2 separate regions of the Pan troglodytes genome follow, and region 1 is linked to region 2. The links are chromatin contacts, called in public HiChIP or PLAC-seq maps. All regions are on one chromosome and are shown on one strand. Each heading gives the region's core, a stretch centred on a gene start, on an enhancer-like site or on the middle of the called end of the contact. The rest is flanking DNA. Distances are from core to core; before and after follow the strand shown. Region 1 overlaps CRADD (CASP2 and RIPK1 domain containing adaptor with death domain). Region 2 holds the start of SOCS2 (suppressor of cytokine signaling 2).

Region 1 (3,905 bases), core at 360-2,859, 170 kb before region 2:
GTAATCTGTTATGCCCGTAATAGAAAATGAATACAAGGGGTAAAGCAAAAAAGAACCAAAAATGAGCACATAAGAGTCTGTTAAACTCATTTATCTTTATTTAGTGATTTCAGCTAAAGCACAATAAATTACACAGAAACTAAAAATAAAATAGAAAACAAAACTACCATAACAGAGAACAGAATATAAGTGTGAAATAATCAAAGGAATTTTTAAAATAAAAAAAAAATGTTGCTAACATAACATTTTATTGCATAATTTCAAGCACTACCTTGAAATTGGAAATTTTGCCATTGTTTCTAAACAATTCAAAAGAAGATGCATAAAGCAAGGATCTGGAGCCCAATATGTGATCATAGTTGCCCTGAATATAAGAAGAGAACACTCATCACGGTCTTCAAGCATGCACCACCCTCACTAAAATATGAGAGTAAGAATAATTTTAGGCTTTTATTATTGAAGGGACAGTAAGAATAATTACACAGGGAATTCAGCTTACTATAAGGAATAATGTTCTATTCGAGACCAGCCTGGGCAACATGGCGAAACCAAATCTTTACTAAAAAATACAAAACTTAACCAGACGAGGGCCTGTGGTCCCAGGTACTGGGGAGGCTGAAGTGGGAGGATCGCTTAAGCCTAGGAGGTGGTGGTTGCAGTGAACTGAGTTGGCCCCACTGCACTCCGGCCTGGATGACAGAGCAAGACCCTGTCTCAAACAAACAAACAAAAAGAAATAGCATCCTAGTAATTACAGCTCTCCAGCAATGGTATAGACTGCTTCGAAAAGCAGAAATGTTATTAAAAGATCCCTAGAATCCCATAGAAAAATTGGCCTAAAAAACCTCTATATTGTAACTCCAAAATTCTGATTCCATTAACTTAGTAACACAGGGAATACTGGCATTATCGGAGTACTAGTTAAGTTACTATTACTCTATACGCCACATTAATTCATTAAATTTAATATTAGGTATGCAGGACAATTGTCATAGCAACATAAATTATTAGCATTACAAGTTCCTAAACAGAAATATGCATAATACTAAAACGAAACTATTTTAAAAGGCAGACATTTATTTTTAATTCTGCAGGATTTCTTTTCAAAAGTGAACTTTGGTGTAGCCTCTGGTCTGGGGCGGAAGATGAGAATGGGAGGGCAGCCTGACCCCCCTCCTGATAAGGAAGGACCCAGCGCATAACCTGTTCAGGATCTGGAGCCGCACGAACACCTGACTCGCCCCTTCAAAACAAGATCTGCGGAATGGCTCGGGACACAACAAGAAATTGCCGGCAACCTGTGACGGCTCATTTTTACCGACAGTGGGAGGCGGGCAGTCGGAAGGAATGCCCATTTCTCCGGTGTTCCTTCCCAGAAGCAAAAGAAAGTGTTTGTTTATGCAAGATTTACGTTTCACTCAGGTTTGGGTTGGGTTTGTTTTCCTGGAGATGGAGCTGAGTTTCCCTGGTTTTGCTGGAGTGAGGACAAGCTGATCGCTCCGTATTTACCTTTCACTTGGGCCAAATTGGACAAATGCAAATAAACAGGTCTTGCAGGCGCCCCCCGGCAGTCGGCGCCGCCTCCCCGCGCTGGGCTGGGCAGCCGGGGCCCGCAGAGGCAGCCGGCGCCCTAGGGCGGCTGGGGCCGCGCGCCTCCCTGCCCCGCTGCGCAGCCCGCGGGTGCCCGGCCAAGCGCTGGCTTATCTGCAGCTCCCACAGCGCCCCCGCACTCACCAGTTCCTAGAGCAGGGATTCCGAGAAAAAAGAAAGAGCCGGGTTCCCTAGAAACATTAAATTAACACAAGGGATCTGGAAACAAAACAGCAGATGCCTGAAAGCCTTCTCCTTGACGGCTTCCTGCCTTCTTGGAAAATCTTTGCATTAAAATAGATTGAATTACCCTGCTCTGCCAGATGCTGCTCGGGAACTTCATTTTGGGCTAACATGAAAGGAGAGTTTGACATCTTTTAAAGGATTTTTCTTTTCGAGGTGGTTTGAAGGGCGCCTTTGGGTTGCTGACATTAGCAAGGACCCAAGGCTGAGCTTTTTGCATTACAGTCGAGAACTTTCCATAACAATGGCTAGCAAATCAGATAACAAAGATCATGGCGTGTAGAGGAGACGCGGTGGAGCATAGAATGAGCACTAAGGGTTCAGAAGCAGAGGTTGCTGTCTCTGGGAAGAGCCTAGAAAGAGCACAGGCCAGCCGCCTCCTTTTACAGGAGAGAAAATGTCTTTTATTTCTAAGCCTACTTATTTTGACCATAGCTATGAGAACTATCTAATGGCATTTCCAGAGAGTCACAAACAAGCAGAAAGGCTTGTGAGTAGTATTTTATCAGCCTCTTTGTTCTAAAGCCCATGGTCTAACCTCCACCGATCCCTATCTACAAATTAATCAGACCATATAATTTGTAAATTCAAACCCAGATTAATAACCACACACCTTGAACAGTGGGTCTTCAGCACAGAGTGTATTCCACTTTCCTGTCATGTTAACTTTCATATTTAAAGAATTTTGGTAGCTGAGAACAAGATCCAAAGCTTCCTATGAGGTATCAGGATTTTACAGAGGAAATTGTTTTTACTGGAGTAGGATCTTCTTTGACATTTAACTTTTTTTCATGATAAACTTTAGGAAAAGACGCTATAATCCTTAGTCGCTAATTTATATGTGTCATGCTTTCTAGTAAACTGGAAAATAACCTACATTCTTAAAAGGATTCTATGCTTATCCCAAATTTAGGAGCACGAGATGGGGGAGAAGTATATTACAACAAGATACTCTAAACAAAAATAAAATTAAATATCCTTGCCTAAGCATGAAAGCAATAAAACTCATCTTAAAGCAATGCAGTCAGACAAAATCATTGCATCTGTAATAAGGGTAAGTACACAACTCTAGGAGTTAGCAGCCCTAAATATTTCTGTTCTAATGACACACAAGAGATACACAAAATCTATCATTCCTCCCTGATGTACGAAAAAATAAAGGGCAATTTCATAACACCTTTGGTGCTTTCTAACTTAATAGCTGGCCTTCAGGAAAAGCAAGTATAATTTTTGAGTGTTTATAAGAAAGCAAAGGAAAATGTTGCAAAAAATTACTTGGCTCAAAGGCCACAGAGAAAGCCGGAATTTGCAGGACTCACCAAGCTACACAGCTGTTTTAAAACCGAAAGTCAAACAGCTTTTAAAAGGTATTAAGTATTTTCTACAACAAAATCATCAAATATACATACTTCTTTTTATCCTGCAAATAGACATTTTATTTCTATTAGAAAAAAACTATAGTTACACAAACAATAACTAGACTGCTGTAATAAATATAACTAGCCACATAATACTAGTCAACGATGGCTTTTTAAAAGATTACCAGAGAATTTCAAAATGATTCTGAATGATCAAGTGTGACTCGTATATTTTTTAGGTAGGCATTGATGTTAAGAATATGGCTTTCACAGAAATAGAATCCAATTTATCTTATTTCCATATATTAATCATGGCAACAAATAAAAATGATGACAAAAATCACTAAGATAGTTTCTTTAAATTTTTTTAAATTAAAAACCAAAACCTTAGGTAAATCTGACAATCCTCCCCCAAAATTGGTTTTCGAAAAAAAGTCTTCAGGTCATAGAAAAAATGTAGATGGCTTATAACCCTTAGAATTCCTTTTAGTTAATGAGAATCTCATTTTTAGAATTTCTTCAAACTTAACTGAAATGTTAATGAAAAAGAGAAATATTTAGATGTTGAGAAAAAAAGTTGTTCTAATTATTCTGCTTCACTATCTCATTTCAGCTCATCAAAGTTAAATAGCTAGTAAACAACTGGTCTGTTTTGGCAGATTTTTTTCTATTTTAAAATTCATTACTAAACAGATGAGGTTACTGCTAGTTAAA
Region 2 (3,743 bases), core at 57-2,556:
CGGCAGTGTCAGTCCCTGAACTTGGCCGCCAAGATCCTGGGCTGCAGCCGCAGCTCCGCCCGGGAGCCAGATGCTGCTGGGCCTGCGGGGCCCGCGGCACCGACTTGCTGATTGCACCCCGTGCAAAGGGAGGCGCCCGACGCTTTCCCCGGCCGGGGTTCGAGCCCGGGCGCCTAACCCTGAGCAGCTGCGGAAAACAGTAAATCTTCCAGCGTGCTAAGAAGCTATTTCCAAGAAGCCCTTCCCGCGCTCTGCGTTCCGCCAGGCCTGAGTCCCTGGAGAACCACTTTCCTTACGCATTCCCAAGGACCCAGGACCCTGCGAGCGTGCTCTCCGCGGTCCCTTGGAAGCAAGGGACGTATTTCCATCTTATTCTTTGCTTCCCACCTCGACCCCGCTTCCTAGCTGCGTCCTTGGGGAGGCGCCCCCTCCCGCACGCGTCGCGGCCGATCGGCTCCCTACCTGTCTGACCGAGCTCCCGCAGGGCCTTCGCCAGACGCGCCGCCTCCGGGGATGGCTCCTCCGCCGACCCCGCGGTCCCCCACTGGCTCCGCGTCCCTTCCCCGCCATTCCCGGAGGGCTCAAGGCACCGCAGGGTCATGAGAGAAGGGTCACCGCGGCAAAGACAGGTGGCCGCCCGAGCTGGGGTCAGAGAAGGGTTCGCGTCCTTCCTTGAAGTCAGTGCGAATCCCAAAACGAGTCCCTGCGGGGTGTCCGAAATGGTGGCAGAGAGAGAAGGGATGGGGCTCTTTCTCCCCAGATCCTGGAGGACGGATGACAAAGTCCCTCGCAGCCGCGGTCACCCACTGATCGCCTACAAAGAGAAAGCGGGAGGTTGGGTCAGTCCAAACTGGACCCCTGCGGCTGGGGTGGGGGTGGGGAAATAGACGTGGAAAATCCCAGGGACTCCTCCGCCTCTACGTTCCTGCACCATTTAACCCCAAGCTTCCAGCTAGCGCCCTGGCCCAGCTCTAGAGAAAAGATAAAGAGAGCAGAGATCCAAGATAAAGTTGGCTGAAGAGGTGGGGGGCGGAGGTCAGGATGAGGGTGAACAGGGTGTCTTCCCGCCCAGGGTCACTAGCTGAAATCAAAGACTGGCGACCTAGGAAGAGCAAATAGTCACCTGCAGATCCAGTGGGAATAGGCCCTTGTCAAGGACAAGTAGAAAAAATTAAAAAGGAAAGAACAGGAGAGATTCCCCAAATTGGCATTCTGGTCTCACACCTGGCGCAGCCCGAGGGCCCCCAGGAAGAAGCACCCACACAAACTTGGTTCTCCGCCCTAAAGCGCTGCGGGGCCCCGAGGCACCAACCCGGGGTGCGGAGGTGCGGGAGCTGCCGCATCTCCGCCCGGGAGGCTCCTCGCTCCCCTCCCCCCGCTTCCTGGTGCCCGCTCTGGCGGGGTTGGGGGTGCCGCGGCGGTCGCTCCCGGACCAGGATGGCTGCGGTGGTTCTCGCCGCCGCGGGCGCTGTCGAGGAATCGGCCCGAGCGCGCAGCCCTCGCGGGGCTCCGAGGCGAGGCCGGGGCCGAGCGGGCGGTCGCGAGCGCTGCGGAAAGTGCAAACCACCAACGCCGCACTCTTACCTCGACCTCGGCCGCGGCCGCCGCCGCCGCCTCCGCACCAGGCAGCCTCCTCAGCGGACATGGGGCGGGGGGGGGGTGGGGGGGAAAGGGGAGGCGGGAGGGGCCCGGGAGAGGAGGGGCGTCTGCCCTTGTTTCCCCCGTTAACGTTTAATTTGGGAACGAGATGCCCGGGGATGCAACCAGCCCCGCGCTCGGAGGCGGCGGCCGGAGTTCCGTGCGCAGAGGGCACACAAAAGCCTTGAGGATCATTGCCTCGACCCCATCCCCCACCGCGCGGCGACGCCCCCTACGGGCTGGGACACCTCCACCCTCGGACTGCTGCCTGGTTTCCCTCCGGCTGCGACCCTGGAGGTGGGAAGGAGAGAGGGAGGGAGGGAGGAAGGAGCGAGGGCGGGAGGCAGGCCGGTGGGGAGAAGCGGGAGATCAGGTTATTAGGAGGATTATTAATTTGAATGGCAGTTTAGGGGAAATAAAAAAAAGAAACTCCAGACACTTCCAGACGCCGAGAAGGGGCTGGAGAAAGCAGGCAGCAACGCCAGGCCGCGGGACAGAGCCGCGGTTCGGACTCTCTCTTCCCCGGCGCTCCGAGCTGCGGAAGCCCAGGCCGTCCGCCGCTCCCCGGCGCACGCGGCCGCGCCTCGCCGCCCTCCCCGGCAACTCTCCTCGGGGCGGAGCCTTCGGGCTTCCCCCCCTACCGGTACCTGCCGCGGGCGCCCGAGCTGCGGGCACGGGGTATCCTGAGGCTGTGCACCGGGACCCCGGCGCGCACTGTCCGCGGGCCACGCGGTGAGGGTGGCTGCGGGCGAGAGGGCTCATGCTTCAGGGGAAGCCCAAGGCCCGCCAGCCGCGGCGGCTGCGACGAGACTTGGCAAGAGTTAAACGTCGGTCCCAGGAGCAGCGAGTGCGCGCGACTTCCCAGACCGACGCGCCTCCCTTGCTCCCCGCCTCCCTCCCCAGTCAGCGCTCCGCTCGCGCCCCGCCCGGCTGCTGCGGAGGCGGCTTTCCAGGAACTTTCCAGGAATCGGCCTCACGTGACCGCGGGCCCCGCTACTGCTTTAAAGAGGCTCGGTCGCAATACACAGGCTTCAGGGAAGACCGGGTGAGAGCGCTCGGGTGCAGAGCGGGCGGTGTGCACGCCGGGGTCGGCCTGCCTCTGGCCCCACACCCCGGGGTGCTCGGGCGCAAGCTAGAGATGTCCCCGGCCACCGGCCACAGCCAACCCCGTTTCGGCGGCCGGAGCCTGCCCCCTACCCGGGCCAGCTGAGGGCCCGGGTTCAGGGAAGGATAGCGATCCTTGGCCCTTGGCCTGCCACGGGGGTGGGTTCCTCTAAACATCCCGGCGGCGCCCCCTCGATGCGACCCTCCTGGCCGCACATTTGCGGGGGGTGGGCGTGCAGGAGCGACTGTGGGTCCTCGGAAACCAGACTCTCCGGCTCTAAGACACATTGATGGCGTGGGGACGCCGTGCTCGTCCCGGTGCCCACGGCCGGGGACCGGAGGCGGTCCCCTTGATCAGGTCCTGGAAGGCAGCGAGCGGGAGAGCAGCGCCTCCTTAAGCGGCGCCGGCCGTCCTTAGTCCCCTCCCCCTGGCGCTCCGGCTCCCTGTCACCCGCACCCACCTGGCTCCTCCCTTCCTCCTCCCCTCTGCTCCAACGTCTCCGGTAGACCCGGCGGCCCGCCCGGGTCACCTGCGCCGGCTGCTAAGGGGGCGCCCTTACCTGCGCGCCCGGAAGGGGCTGGGTGACTGGCCTCGGTTCCCTCAGTCCGGAGAGCGTCTCTGCCATTCCCTGCAGGGCTGACGCCCCAGGGCTGGGATTCGGAAGGATCTCGGCACCTCTACCCTACCTGGGATTCTCACCTCCAACCCCGTTGGAGGCCCCCTGGCCTTAGTGGAAACTCATCTCCTTGTCTGCGCACCCGCCCCCGAAATATGACCTACTTGAAATGTGACCTACTTTTTAAAAGAAACCCTTAACAATCACGGGAAAACCGGATCCAAAATTTCGATAAGCATTTTTCTTTGAAATACTATTCTATTGCATCACTGCTCGAAAGCTTAAAAGGTCAATGGCCACTTTTAGTTGAGGCCGCGGCTATGGGAAGTTGGGAGAGGAAGGGGGAGGGGTGGGAGGGAGGCGCGTCTTGCAAACCTTGCCTGG

What was found. HiChIP or PLAC-seq counts read pairs in DNA pulled down with a chosen protein or histone mark.
Region 1: an H3K4me3 HiChIP or PLAC-seq map of stem cell-derived excitatory neurons shows a contact between it and region 2, with 6 times the contacts expected there. The contact joins the enhancer-like site here to the promoter of SOCS2 in region 2. A contact is called at or near these places in 4 of 7 Hi-C or Micro-C datasets (blood, induced pluripotent stem cells and stem cell-derived neural progenitor cells), 1 of 1 datasets of contacts at active chromatin or transcription factors (stem cell-derived excitatory neurons) and 1 of 1 other capture datasets (stem cell-derived neural stem cells).

Annotation. Positions count from the first base shown.
Region 1 is chr10:100,573,840-100,577,744 of NHGRI_mPanTro3-v2.0_pri, reverse strand. All of the region lies in intron 2 of CRADD (CASP2 and RIPK1 domain containing adaptor with death domain), which reads right to left. Among named protein-coding and RNA genes, the nearest start is that of CRADD, 65 kb to the right of the region's middle. Within about 2 kb of position 1,609, at least 18 of the 24 cell types and tissues checked have an H3K27ac peak or open chromatin away from gene starts, as enhancers often do. A contact at or near this core is called in induced pluripotent stem cells, stem cell-derived excitatory neurons, stem cell-derived neural progenitor cells and 1 more, where this site is marked.
Region 2 is chr10:100,405,486-100,409,228 of NHGRI_mPanTro3-v2.0_pri, reverse strand. SOCS2 (suppressor of cytokine signaling 2) reads right to left here and starts at 1,306. Exons shown (of 4, transcript XR_008538550.2): 1 at 463-1,306.